Regions from separate parts of the Mus musculus genome. Here region 2 is linked to region 1. A link is a contact called in public promoter capture Hi-C data. All regions are on one chromosome and are shown on one strand. Each heading gives the region's core, a stretch centred on a gene start, on an enhancer-like site or on the middle of the called end of the contact. The rest is flanking DNA. Distances are from core to core; before and after follow the strand shown. Region 1 holds the start of A930019D19Rik (RIKEN cDNA A930019D19 gene). Region 2 holds the start of Nkx2-2os (NK2 homeobox 2, opposite strand).

Region 1 (5,777 bases), core at 1,846-4,345:
CTCAGGCCTAACATCCTGCTGTTCCCCGGACCAGCGGCTTGCTGGGGCCATACACGGAGGGCCGCTCTGTGGTGACAGCCAAGTGCTGTACAGAATGAGCATGCTCATAATGAGATGTGAATGGCATTAGTGGGTCCCTCTAGAATTGGGCCTGAGCAGGCGCCTCTCACTGAGGAAGTTTGGCAGCCTGTTCATTAAGGCAAGTCACCAGGAGTTCAGCCTGCAGCCCAGGAGCCAGCTCTAGCTCACACTGCCCAGGCCTGGGACTGTTGTGACCATCCAAAGAAAAAAATCATGTATCTTCAGAGGGGCCACTTTTGAAAGCTTCCAGTGCATAGTCTCCATTTTTTCTAAGAGTTTCTAAGGGAAATTCTAGCATGAAGCATATCCCAACATTACGTTCTACATTTGTGCCTGCACCAGATCCTGTATCTGCAGTTTGACTTGATAACTATTTGAAATATACAGATGGGGCAGGGAAGCATAGCTGTTCCTTTTGCACCTCAGTTAATAAACATTGAAATTGTGGTAGTCATGTAGCTCCCAGGTAGTCAGCATTGCTCCAGAGAGCTTCAGGTCCCCTCCTGGTGTGACTCCATCCCTGAAGATACAGGAGTGGGGAGAGAACCTGCATCTGGAGATCAGTATCAAGACTCTACCAAAAGAAAATAGGAAAGCGGCTCCAGTTTTAAAACAAGCTCTAGAGAAACTCCTTGGAAGGGCATAATCACTCCCAACTTATCGTGAAAGGATTGTTTTAAGACACACAGAGTGTGAGACATACAGAATCATGTTTCTTTGCAGCCCAAGATAAAAATCTAAGGGGAATCTACATTCTCTGGGTTTTGTGTTCATGAAGAAATCGCACAATTTTTCAAAATAATCAAAACACATCCTTTAACTTTTGCATCAGTAATGAGGAAGGGAAAATGAGACATCATGCTGGCTTCCCCCAGTGCTAATTCCTAAAGTTATATGTGTAGCGCCTCCATTCATTGTCAGATCATTCTGACTGCTCCTCTTATTGGAAGTGCATGATTCACCTTCAGAGGAAACAGAAGCCTCACACAAAGGGGAAGATTTGCTTTCTGCCCTGTGAAAGGCTGCCACAAGCAGGGGTCCTATTAAGACAGCTGGAAAGTTGCTTCAGCGTGTTACGCTTGTAAGTTTTATTGGTGACTGGTTTTTGATTACACATTTGAATGTTGTGTGTTCCAGACTGCAGCTTTAATTAGACGGCAATGGTTTCTCTCTTTTTATTTTTTTGCAGTTGCACTGTATACCATTTGCTACAATCTCCGTCCATCTCCATTTTCATTTTCTAATGCTCATCACTTACCCTGCTTAGAGGCTCTGCTGCCCTTGCAGAATATAACTCCTAGCCTCCTCCTCCCACTAGGTTATGTTTTCTTACCTTTGTTGAAAGTGCTCACCACTACATCACCAGCTCTTACTTGAAGTATCAGTTCCTTGTGTCCTTAGATTGAGATGAGAATCCTTGTTACCTAGATCCGGAGTGAAGAGGAAGGCTGTCACGCCATACCATTCCAATGTTGGTCTACTCGACCACCTCTCTCCTGGCTTGAGCCAGCCTTCGAGATGGTATAATAATCAGCACTTTGCTATAATTTTGTAACATTTTATATTTATATATGTGTGTGTGTGTGTAATATTATATATGATGTTACCTGAAAGAAACCTAGGTTTTAAGAACTAGCATCTCACTATTATATGTGACAAATATTTAATTTTCTGGCAAAATGCTGAAGAGTTTCCAAGGGTAAGTGATGAGCATTAGAACGGGAAAGCTGAGTAACTGCATTTAAAACAAATCACCCACTGCTCTGCATGCAAAATTGCACGTGTGTTTGTCTCCTTAACTAATTACCGAAGCTACGAAGAGCGAGCTCTGTATCTGGAAGCAATAATTCAAAACCACCGGGAAGTCATGACATTTGAGGATTTCGCTGCTCAAGTCTTTTCTCCCTCTCCCAGCTACTCTGTCAGTGGAACGGGTGAGTGTCTACATGATTCTCCTCCCTCCCGCTTAAGACGTATTGAGTAGCAGATGTACACCTGTTTTTCACAGATAAATGCTTGCAAATTTAAGAAGAACGTTCCCCCTCTGAATCAACTAATGAATTTCAAAAGGAATGATGACATTCATTTTAATTTGTTTTGTATCCGAGCTGTTCGCTGTGTTCCTTTCTTCTGCTATCCTGTTAACCCTCGAATCTAGCAAGGTTAATGAACTTTTTCTCAATAATGTGCTCCGGTTCATTCAGGAGTGTGAGTTTCTTGCTGAGCTGGGAATATGGTGTTTAAAAGCGATGCCCAAATCACTGCATACTTATCAGAAAAGAGTTCCTCACAGTTGAAGCCGTCGCTCTAATGCTAAATGGGGATTATGCTGCTGAGATACCAGGGTCAGGGATTACTGCCAGAGACAGGGAAGGACAGTGTCCCCAGGCCTGTCATTACAGAGGGCCTCGTACACCAGTGTCATGTGGACAAGCCACTGACCACAGCAGCACCTGGTGTGGAGCCTTTAGAAAGTAAATTATAATGGCTTTCATTTAGTAGGTCAGTGGAATTTTCCATGGATTCCCTTATTTTTAGATACATACTATTTCTATATAATACTATCAATTTGAAAAAAGTATGTCCTGCCACTTAAATTGTTGGTATGATTATTACAGGTTTTTTTAAAGAATAAAATTATTACTGGTAAATTATTTTCATGTGCTGTTACAGATTAATTGCCTGTCAGACAGTAAGTGGAATATTTAGTGTACAGCATGTTGAAAATCTCAATGAGGGGCTTCCCTCACCTTCCCTGGTTTCAGCATAGCTATAAGGATGCTTAATAGATTTCTAGCCTGTGTTAATTGCTTCTGAACCAGGCTTGCTTCTCCTGTGCTGACTTGTTAACAAATATCTTACACACAAAGTGAAAAAAATTAAATTCAGTGAAATAAATCACTTACAAATAAAATCAGCCATGCGTCATTGTTTAACATCGCTGGCTTCAGGCCGTGCCTCTTGGAGCTTTGTTGGGAGATAAGAGAGAGAGGCAGGCACTTGCTTGGGAAGCCAGGAGCAGCAGGCAGAAGGCTTGGGAGATAAGCAAGCTGGCAGAGGTGCAGAGCTCCATTTACATAATCACGCCTCTGCTTCCTGGTGAGGCGAGAGAAACACAGGGATGGCCTCTATTGATCTTTGTTGAACTGGGATACTGAGCAACATGAGAAAAGCTTATAACTTAAAGCTTTGATTAATGTTTCTTACATTAAAAAAAGTAGAACAGCTGTGAATTGAATTCTTTTATACGCTCTGCCAGCATTCTATCTAAGACAAGAAAAAAATCTGTTTCAAGGGAAATGAAGATTTCATACCCAGTCTGGCTAGCGGTTTAAAATTGTGTCTAATTTTTCAGTGAAAGAACAGGAGGAATCCACAGCAAGCTAATGCTTTCCAGCTCCATTCAGTCTCTTCCCATCCTTTGGAGACGCTGGGACTCGGCGTTTCTCAGCAGAGGCTTTGGTTTTGGGTTTGTTTCTTGGTTTTTTTTTTTTTTGTTTTTTTTTGTTTTTGGTTTTGTTTTTGTTGTTTTTTTTTTTTTTTAACTTCTAAGAAAACATTTCATTTCTTAAAAATAAAAGAAAAAAATGAAATGATAAATGTTTATATTTCCTAACTTTTTATTTTTAAAGTTGATGATGATCAATGTTATTGAAATAATGATGGCTGTTATTTTCTATGTATATTTTAGCCTCTGTATAAATAAAGTTCAACCAATTCAGTTCTTAGGACTGTAGGAGCATTTTGATTTGTGTGACCACTTTGGAGAAGGGTAGATTTTGTTTTTTTGTTTTTTGTTTTGTTTTGTTTTAGAGAATGTCCTGTTTTTTTTTTCTTTAATTATTTAGTAAAAATTCCAACAGCTTGTCAGGACAGACATTAGAACTTTTATATATGGGGCAAGAAACCAAATATAGAACACCAAAGCAAATGGATTTTATCCTTCAGATCAACATCAGCACCGCATCCCGTCATGTTCACAACTTCTGCTTGCCCTTCACAGTGATAAGGAAAGAGATAGAAATGCAATCTATTTGAACTGCAGTGTGAGGGCAGTGCAGTGAGAATGGGGTTCACAGCCTCATCTGTGCAGGGGCACCTCTCAGAGCTGTATTCTTCCTGGTGTATGTGCAGCTTCACCCCTATTTTCACAGAGGAAAAGACTTTTCACTTATTCATAGTGGTTTTTTTATTTTCTTAGGACAAACACAGTCAAAACCAGATGAGCCCAGCCCAGCCAACTTACACTCAGAGACTGAGGTGAAGTCTGTTCTTCCAGACCACCTGGAAAAATGGACCCTGAACTTCTTACACACAGGGTCCAGTCAAACTGTCTGTGGCCATTTACATCATCAAAGCAGGGACGTGGGCGCCCAAGCGCTTTACATACATATGACAGGCTTCCCTAGGATACAGTCTTTAAGGAAGGTACTGCACTGTATAATACAGCACAGCCAGAGAGCAGCACAGCCCCACTGTAGAGAGATGTGCAGCTGAGCTTGACCATAGACTCTGTTGATGGGAAAAGCCTGTGCCTGCCACACTCCCTGACCACAGAGGCCTAGGAGCCAGAGCACCCAAATGAGTGAGTGTACTTCTATCCAAGGTACACCATGAGCTCTGAATAGGGACATGGGACTCAAATATAAGAGTTCATCTTCTGTCAACTCCTTTAAAAGGAGAATTCATCTCCCAACCAGAAATGCTATTTTAAAGCAGCCCTTGGTATCTGTTGCATCTATTGTTAGAATTAATAATACTCTGTATGAAAGGTATTTGGATAGCTTTTTTACCTAGCCCTGCCTGCAGTTTGCAATTTGATCCCTTCCCATATTGGCAAGTAATAAATAATCGAAAAGGAAGCTGATATTAACATTTATATGTTTTATGCATGCATATTTGTATATTCTTAACCCACAGAGCTATGGGAGTAGAGTGCTAAGTTTGTGTTTTCATGTTATCACGGAAGGGGAGCAGCAGAGAGGACTATAAAGGGTTAACTGGAATGGGCACCCTCGAGTGCTGGGGAGGGACTGATGTAATCACTGCAGCTCACAGCCAAGTGCATCTGTTCACCATGAGGTCATTCTTCTGCATGCTAATGACCTGGAGAATCCAGTCTGGTGTTTGACATTATCCAAAGGGATATAGTGTAAATCTTTACCTTTGGGAGCGGCTCTTACTGAACAAAAAGAGGGAAAGAAACTTGTTTGGACTTGCATGGGGGTTTCCTTATTGCTGGGGTTTTTGGGTGGTTTTGGTTTGGTTTTTTTTTTTTTTCACCCCCTGAAGCTGCTCTAAAGATTGTGTCTGGACCTTACTTGGAGTAGTCCATTTGTGTCTGTTGATAAGTGAATCCCAAAATTTCTGTTATGGTCACAGCTGTCAATTTGGCAATTGAGAACAGTAGGTTTGTCTCATGTAAAATCTAACTTTCAGCATTTAAAATTATCATGGTCAGAAGTTGGTGAGAATGTTTTTATCCCAAGGAATGTATAAAACCAAGTTCAAGGAGATTTGTTCTCAGTGTCCCTGGATTGGCTGGTGTTTGTTTGAGATGCCAACACTGGTTATGGCTACTGCCCACTTCAATACTGCTGAGGAGGGCCAGCAGAGGGAGCACAGGTCTTTGTTTATTTGTTAGTCTCAAAAACACAGCCCTTGATTTCTCCAATACAGAGTCAGCAGTACTTTCT
Region 2 (5,777 bases), core at 1,124-3,623, 920 kb before region 1:
GTTCGTGAGTGGAGCCCAGCCTTATATGGACTGATCGCTCAGGCAATGGCCCATTTTTTCCTCGCCACCAGCCGCCACCGCGCGCGGAGCGGCCGCCGGAGCCGGAGCTGACGGCACCTTGGCACCTCTCCTGGAGTTACAAACTGAGGCCGCGCGGCGCTGGGCGCGCAGGCCCCCAGTCACAGCCTACATTTCTGCGTGCTTTCCGAGAAGAGAGAGGCACCGGGTGGGCTTTATTTTTTTTCCCCTTTCCCTTTTCCCCCCACAGTGTCCTCTCATTTTAAATAATAATTATCCCAATAATTAAAACCCATCCCCCATCCCTCCCCCCATTCCTTTCCTTAAACCCCCCTCCCCCGCCCGCTGGGGCTGGGGAGAGCCACGAATTGACCAAGTGAGGCTACAACTTTGTGGCATAAATTGCGGGGTCCGGAACCATGTCGCTGACCAACACAAAGACGGGGTTTTCAGTCAAGGACATCTTGGACCTTCCGGACACCAACGATGAAGACGGCTCGGTGGCCGAAGGGCCAGAGGAGGAGAGCGAAGGGCCGGAGCCCGCCAAGAGGGCCGGGCCGCTGGGGCAGGGCGCCCTGGACGCTGTGCAGAGCCTGCCCCTTAAGAGCCCTTTCTACGACAGCAGCGACAACCCCTACACTCGCTGGCTGGCCAGCACCGAGGGCCTCCAATACTCCCGTAAGTAGCGAAACTTGGCCGCAACGGCTGTGGCTGCCTCCATTGCTGAGGCAGTAACCCGGGTGGACGCTGGGAGTTTTGGGGAAGAAGCCATTTAATGTCCAAGTCCCATCCCGGATCCCTAGATTTTGAAACATTTGCTTAGTATGCCCTTTTCCCTCCTCGGTAGACATCCCTTCCCAGTCTCTGATGCCATATATTTTCTACGGGAGAAATTAAAGCAAAAGACAAGAGAGACGCTTTCTAAAAGCTGGCTAGAGATGTCAACCGGACTTATGGCTCTGGCCGGAGTACCCTGGACTCAGATGGCCCAGAGGACTTGGCTTTGCTCTCTGGAGCAGGGATCCCTGGTCAGGGTCCGGCTAGCAGTAGAGGGTGGAGGAGGCTTGGGGTATAATAGCTCATCCCTGCCCCTGCATGATTGTAAAAAAAAAAGAAAGAAAGAGAGAGAGAGAGAGAGAGAGAGAGAGAGAGAGAGAGAGAGAGAGAGAGAGAGAGAAAGAAAAAAGAAAGAAAGAAAGAAAGAAAGAAGAAAGAAAGAAAGAAAGAAAGAAAGAAAGAAAGAAAGAAAGAAAGAAAGAAAGAAGGAAAGAAAGAAAGAAAGAAAGAAAGAAAGGAAGGAAGAAAGAAAGGAAGGAAGGAAGGAAGAAAGAAAGAAAGAAAGAAAGAAAGAAAGAAAGAAAGAAAGAAAGAAAGAAAGAAAGAAAGAAAGAAAGAAAGAAAGAAAGAGAAAAACTATGTGGTGCGTGCAGCGGCGGGTGTGGGTGTCCATCCAGAAAGTCCGAAAGCAAAAGCGAAAGCCCCCCAAACCTGGTTTACCCCGCCAAGCCCATCAATGCTGGGATTGTGAGGTTTTCCTTTTAAAAATCTGCCCACGTCTCTCCAAAGAGGAAACTGTTTAAGGGGTCCAGAGCCCTTAACCCTCAATGACCGTCCACACTCTGCGCTTCGCACTAAATTCTCCTGAATAGTGGGAACCCCTAGAAACTTATGCCTCAGAGCCCCCGCTGCGCAGACTCTCCTCTGAACCCTAGCAGACCCCGACGGCTTACTCGGGCGGGGATTGCTGCAAAGGCAGCGGGTCTGGGCTGGTCCAGTGGGCCAAGGGCCCACGGAAGAGCCCTGGGACTCCGGGTGACCCAGGTGGCACTTGGCCTCCAGCCGCCTGATGCGCTTCTCTTCCCCCCCCCCCCCCCACCCAGTGCACGGGCTGGCGGCCAGCGCTCCCCCCCAAGACTCGAGCTCCAAATCCCCAGAGCCCTCGGCTGACGAGTCACCGGACAATGACAAGGAGACCCAGGGCGGCGGGGGGGACGCAGGCAAGAAGCGGAAGCGCCGAGTGCTCTTCTCCAAAGCGCAGACCTACGAGCTGGAGCGGCGCTTCCGGCAGCAGCGGTACCTGTCGGCGCCCGAGCGCGAGCACCTGGCCAGCCTCATCCGTCTCACGCCGACACAGGTCAAGATCTGGTTCCAGAACCATCGCTACAAGATGAAACGTGCCCGGGCGGAGAAAGGTATGGAGGTGACGCCTCTGCCCTCGCCGCGCCGTGTGGCAGTGCCGGTCTTGGTCAGGGACGGCAAACCGTGCCACGCGCTCAAAGCCCAGGACCTGGCAGCCGCCACCTTCCAGGCAGGCATCCCCTTTTCCGCCTACAGCGCGCAGTCGCTGCAGCACATGCAGTACAACGCCCAGTACAGCTCGGCCAGCACCCCCCAGTACCCGACAGCACACCCCCTGGTCCAGGCCCAGCAGTGGACTTGGTGAGCGCCGCCCCTCCAAGACTGGAGGCCTTAGGCCCTGGCCCCACCCCAGCGGCGCCGGTGGCGAGGAGGACTCGATCCTTACCACGGTTGTTATTATTATTATTATAATTATTATTATAGAGTCGAGTCTGACTTTCGACTCAGTTGAGGAGGCACAGGGAGGTTGCCTGTGCCTCCCCGAGTGGCAGATTCCATTGACTCTGCCCCATCGCTCTCCCCTTTGAACTTTTGGAGAGGATAGAACTCTAAGCCGTGTTTACAGAATGTTTGTGCAGCTTTGCTTCTTTGCCTCTCTCTCCCTGAGGGGACCAAACCATCCCAACGTTAACGTTGTCACTTGAAAAGAGAAAGGACCAACCGGCCCCCACCCCACCCCACCCCCGCACTGCTTTCGTGAATTTTGTAAACTATGTTTGTGTGAGTAGCGATATTGTCAGCCTTCTAAAAGCAAGTGGAGAACACTTTAAAATATAGAGGATTTCTTTTTTTATAAGAAAATGCTAAATATTTATGGCCATGTACACGTTCTGACAACTGGTGGCAAATTTCGCTCTTCGTTGTAAATATCGCTAGTGATCGTTGCCAAATGACGTTCTGGATGGGCCTGTATCCCCACCGGGCCTGCCTCTCTTTGTCGTTTGTTTTCGGTGGGTTATGTTTGAGTTGCAGCGGGTTTTTATTTTTATTTTTATTTTTATTTTTAATTTGTTCAGTGCAAACATTTTTCAACTATGAAAAAGGAAAATATGTGTAGGGAACTCACCCCCGGGCCCCCTTTTTCGTCTCCTGAGCATCGGAGCTTGGAACTCAGCAGTTTCACGTGGTTTCCCCAAGAGCGCCGGGCGCTGAAAGCTTTCGATTTTTTTAAATAAGAATTTTAATAAAAATCCTGTGTTTAAAAAAACAAACAAACACAAAACCAAGCCCAGTTCTTGAGTTTGTTACTTTCCCTCCCGGGCCGAGTTGGAAGGGGCGTCAACCTCAAATCTGGAGCCTAGGGCTGTATTCTGGGCTAGTTCTGGCGTTTCCTCTCGCAGCGCAGTGGCCGCGGGGTTATCCAGACAGTGGAGGAGTGCACGGGATAGGCCTCAGGCGGGCTGACCCAAACGATTCCGCGCAGGACCAGAGCAGCTTGGCCTTCAGCCTGCTAGCCAGTGGTCCAAAGTCCTTGTTGGCCTGGCGCTCTCCGGCTTCTGTGCACTCTCTGAATCCCCAACAGGGGGAGGGAAAGTGACTTTGGGTAGCGCCAAACAAGGAAAGCAAGCCCCCCTCACTCGCCCAAATCTCTGAGTGGCTCCTTCAGCCTGAAAAGCTGTTGAAACCACTACACTTGATGGCTATCACTTTGTTAAGTTTAATTTACCTCTGGCTAAGGGGACGGGGGGGGGGGGTCTGAGATTGAGTCTGATGGCTTTCTCTTTGCACCACTTTCTCAATATCTGCGTACCAAGTTGAGGCCTAGTTGACCTCTTCGAGTCCTGAGCGCTGGGATGAAGGGCGGGAGAGCTAACATTAAGGTTTCTGAGGCTTTGCCTGTCTCTAGAAACTGGCTGAGCCCTGGGTGACCAAACCAGATCTGGCGCCTTCCTCCAAACTGGTCATTCCTCTTTAGTCCCAGGAGCCAGGGAAGTAGAGCGACTGGGGATCCTAGGCAATGCAGTCTTCTCATTACTGATGCCCCATCTTGTCCATCCCTCTGGCCTGGAACCCGATCCGATGGAGCTGGATAGTTCTTGGTTTCTTGGTCATGGCTCTGGGTGGACGGTTAGAAAGTACAAGCTTGGGGTTGAGTGGAACTCCTGCCACCAGGGCTCGGGTAGGAGGACAGGCATGTGCACACCGTCCACTGAGGTGGCAATCTTTCCTTCCTCCACTGCGAACTGAGCTTTTGTCGCTTGAGCCTGGAGCACACATGGTCCTGCATCTCAGCGGGCACACGCCTTTCTGTTCTGTCTCACCGTGACTTCATGAGTCAGAGCCCAGCAAACTCTAAGATGCCAGGAGGTTGAAAGTCAGTCTATTTGGATCTAGTGTCTGTGGTCCTCCAGAGCTCCAGCGTTGAGGTGAGGCTAGAAGGTAAGGAGGCAGCCGGCTGGGCAAAGGGAGTCACTCTAGATGATCCCCTCTCTCTTTCTCCCATCCAGTTGGTGATCAGATTTAATTCAATATCTAAAGCAAACATGATTATCCTTGTGACTAAATTGGGACAACACACGCAAGGCCGTGATTACACTATATTCTGCCTTGTGCACACACACCCCATCACTGAGGGCAATGGGAGTCTTTCTAATACACCCCCTACAGGTCCTTTCCCATCAGCCCTGGGAAGGGGACAGTTTTCCCTAAATACTGAAAAGTCTCCCTTTGTTCTACGCACAAGCTTGGAAACTGTGGGGTTTTGTTTTGCTGTTTGTAAAAGCTGGAGAATTCACTGCCTATGTTTGCTGTGCAATACAAAAGGCAGATGTCCAACCTGCCCTGGAACCAATTGCTCACTATCCTAAGTGCAACTTCTCCTAAGCCCCGGGCCTCTGTGGTTGTCCAGAGGTCCGTTGGGCAGCGCAGGAAGGGTGAGTGTTGGGTGTTCAGGGTCCAGGCTTTCTGCCACAAACACTCACAAGAGCTCTCAGACCCTCACGGGAGTGTTAAGGCCCAAACACTTGCAGGTTTCCAGGACCTGGCAAGTTGAGGCCCACAGGCCTGCACTCTCAGTATGTCCTCTCAGGAGTCCCCGGAGGTGGGCCGTGCGCCTGCCCTTCTCTGTCCTCGGGTCCCCAAGGAGTCAATAAAAGCGCCCGTGGAGCCCTGTGTGGCCCTAACCCTAGCGCCCTGGGAGCGCACCCCGCTCAGGGTCCGCTTCGGCAGTCTATCTTCGCCCAATCTACAGAGGGCCGCACAAAACCGCACAATGGGAAAGCTGGGAGCTGGAGATGTTAGAGGCGTGCATATTAAAAAGGGACAGAGAAAGGATCGCAGGGGACAGAGAGGGGAAGAGAGAGAAGCTCCCCCCAGCCCCCCACCCGCACCATTCAGCGCGCTTATCACGGGCAGTGAATCCCGGAGTCAGGCAGAAGTCTCCTTGGGGTTTTGTTGAGCCTGTCACTGGGTCCCTTTGTGATCCGCGGACTCCATGCTGGATTCCATATGGCCAGCTGGGCCGAGGGAGCGCGAGGAGGGACCCGCACAAAACCCAAATTGTGTCCGGCTTTCAAACCCTGTATTGTTGTCTGTGAAAGGAAGACGCATTAAAAATTCGTGCTATATCTATTGGGGAGGAGGATGGAGGAGGGGGAAAAAAGCCACCCTGTCTTTGATGG

The links. Promoter capture Hi-C pulls out the DNA fragments that hold promoters and counts their contacts.
Region 2: a promoter capture Hi-C map of liver shows a contact between it and region 1, with 5 times the contacts expected there. The contact joins the promoter of Nkx2-2os here to the promoter of A930019D19Rik in region 1. A contact is called at or near these places in 7 of 39 promoter capture datasets (the 3T3-L1 cell line, 3T3-L1-derived adipocytes, embryonic stem cells and 3 more) and 2 of 9 other capture datasets (embryonic stem cells and embryonic tail).

The regions. Positions count from the first base shown.
Region 1 is chr2:146,256,604-146,262,380 of GRCm38.p6, reverse strand. It overlaps A930019D19Rik (RIKEN cDNA A930019D19 gene), which reads right to left and starts at 3,095. Exons shown (of 4, transcript NR_040619.1): 1 at 2,988-3,095; 2 at 1,415-1,505. It overlaps Ralgapa2 (Ral GTPase activating protein, alpha subunit 2 (catalytic)), which reads left to right. Exons shown (of 41, transcript NM_001033348.3): 39 at 1,894-2,015.
Region 2 is chr2:147,180,679-147,186,455 of GRCm38.p6, reverse strand. It overlaps Nkx2-2os (NK2 homeobox 2, opposite strand), which reads right to left and starts at 2,373. Exons shown (of 6, transcript NR_030769.3): 1 at 2,096-2,373. Nkx2-2 (NK2 homeobox 2) reads left to right here and starts at 54. Exons shown (of 2, transcript NM_010919.2): 1 at 54-696; 2 at 1,899-3,304. The coding sequence starts at 438. The coding sequence ends at 2,461.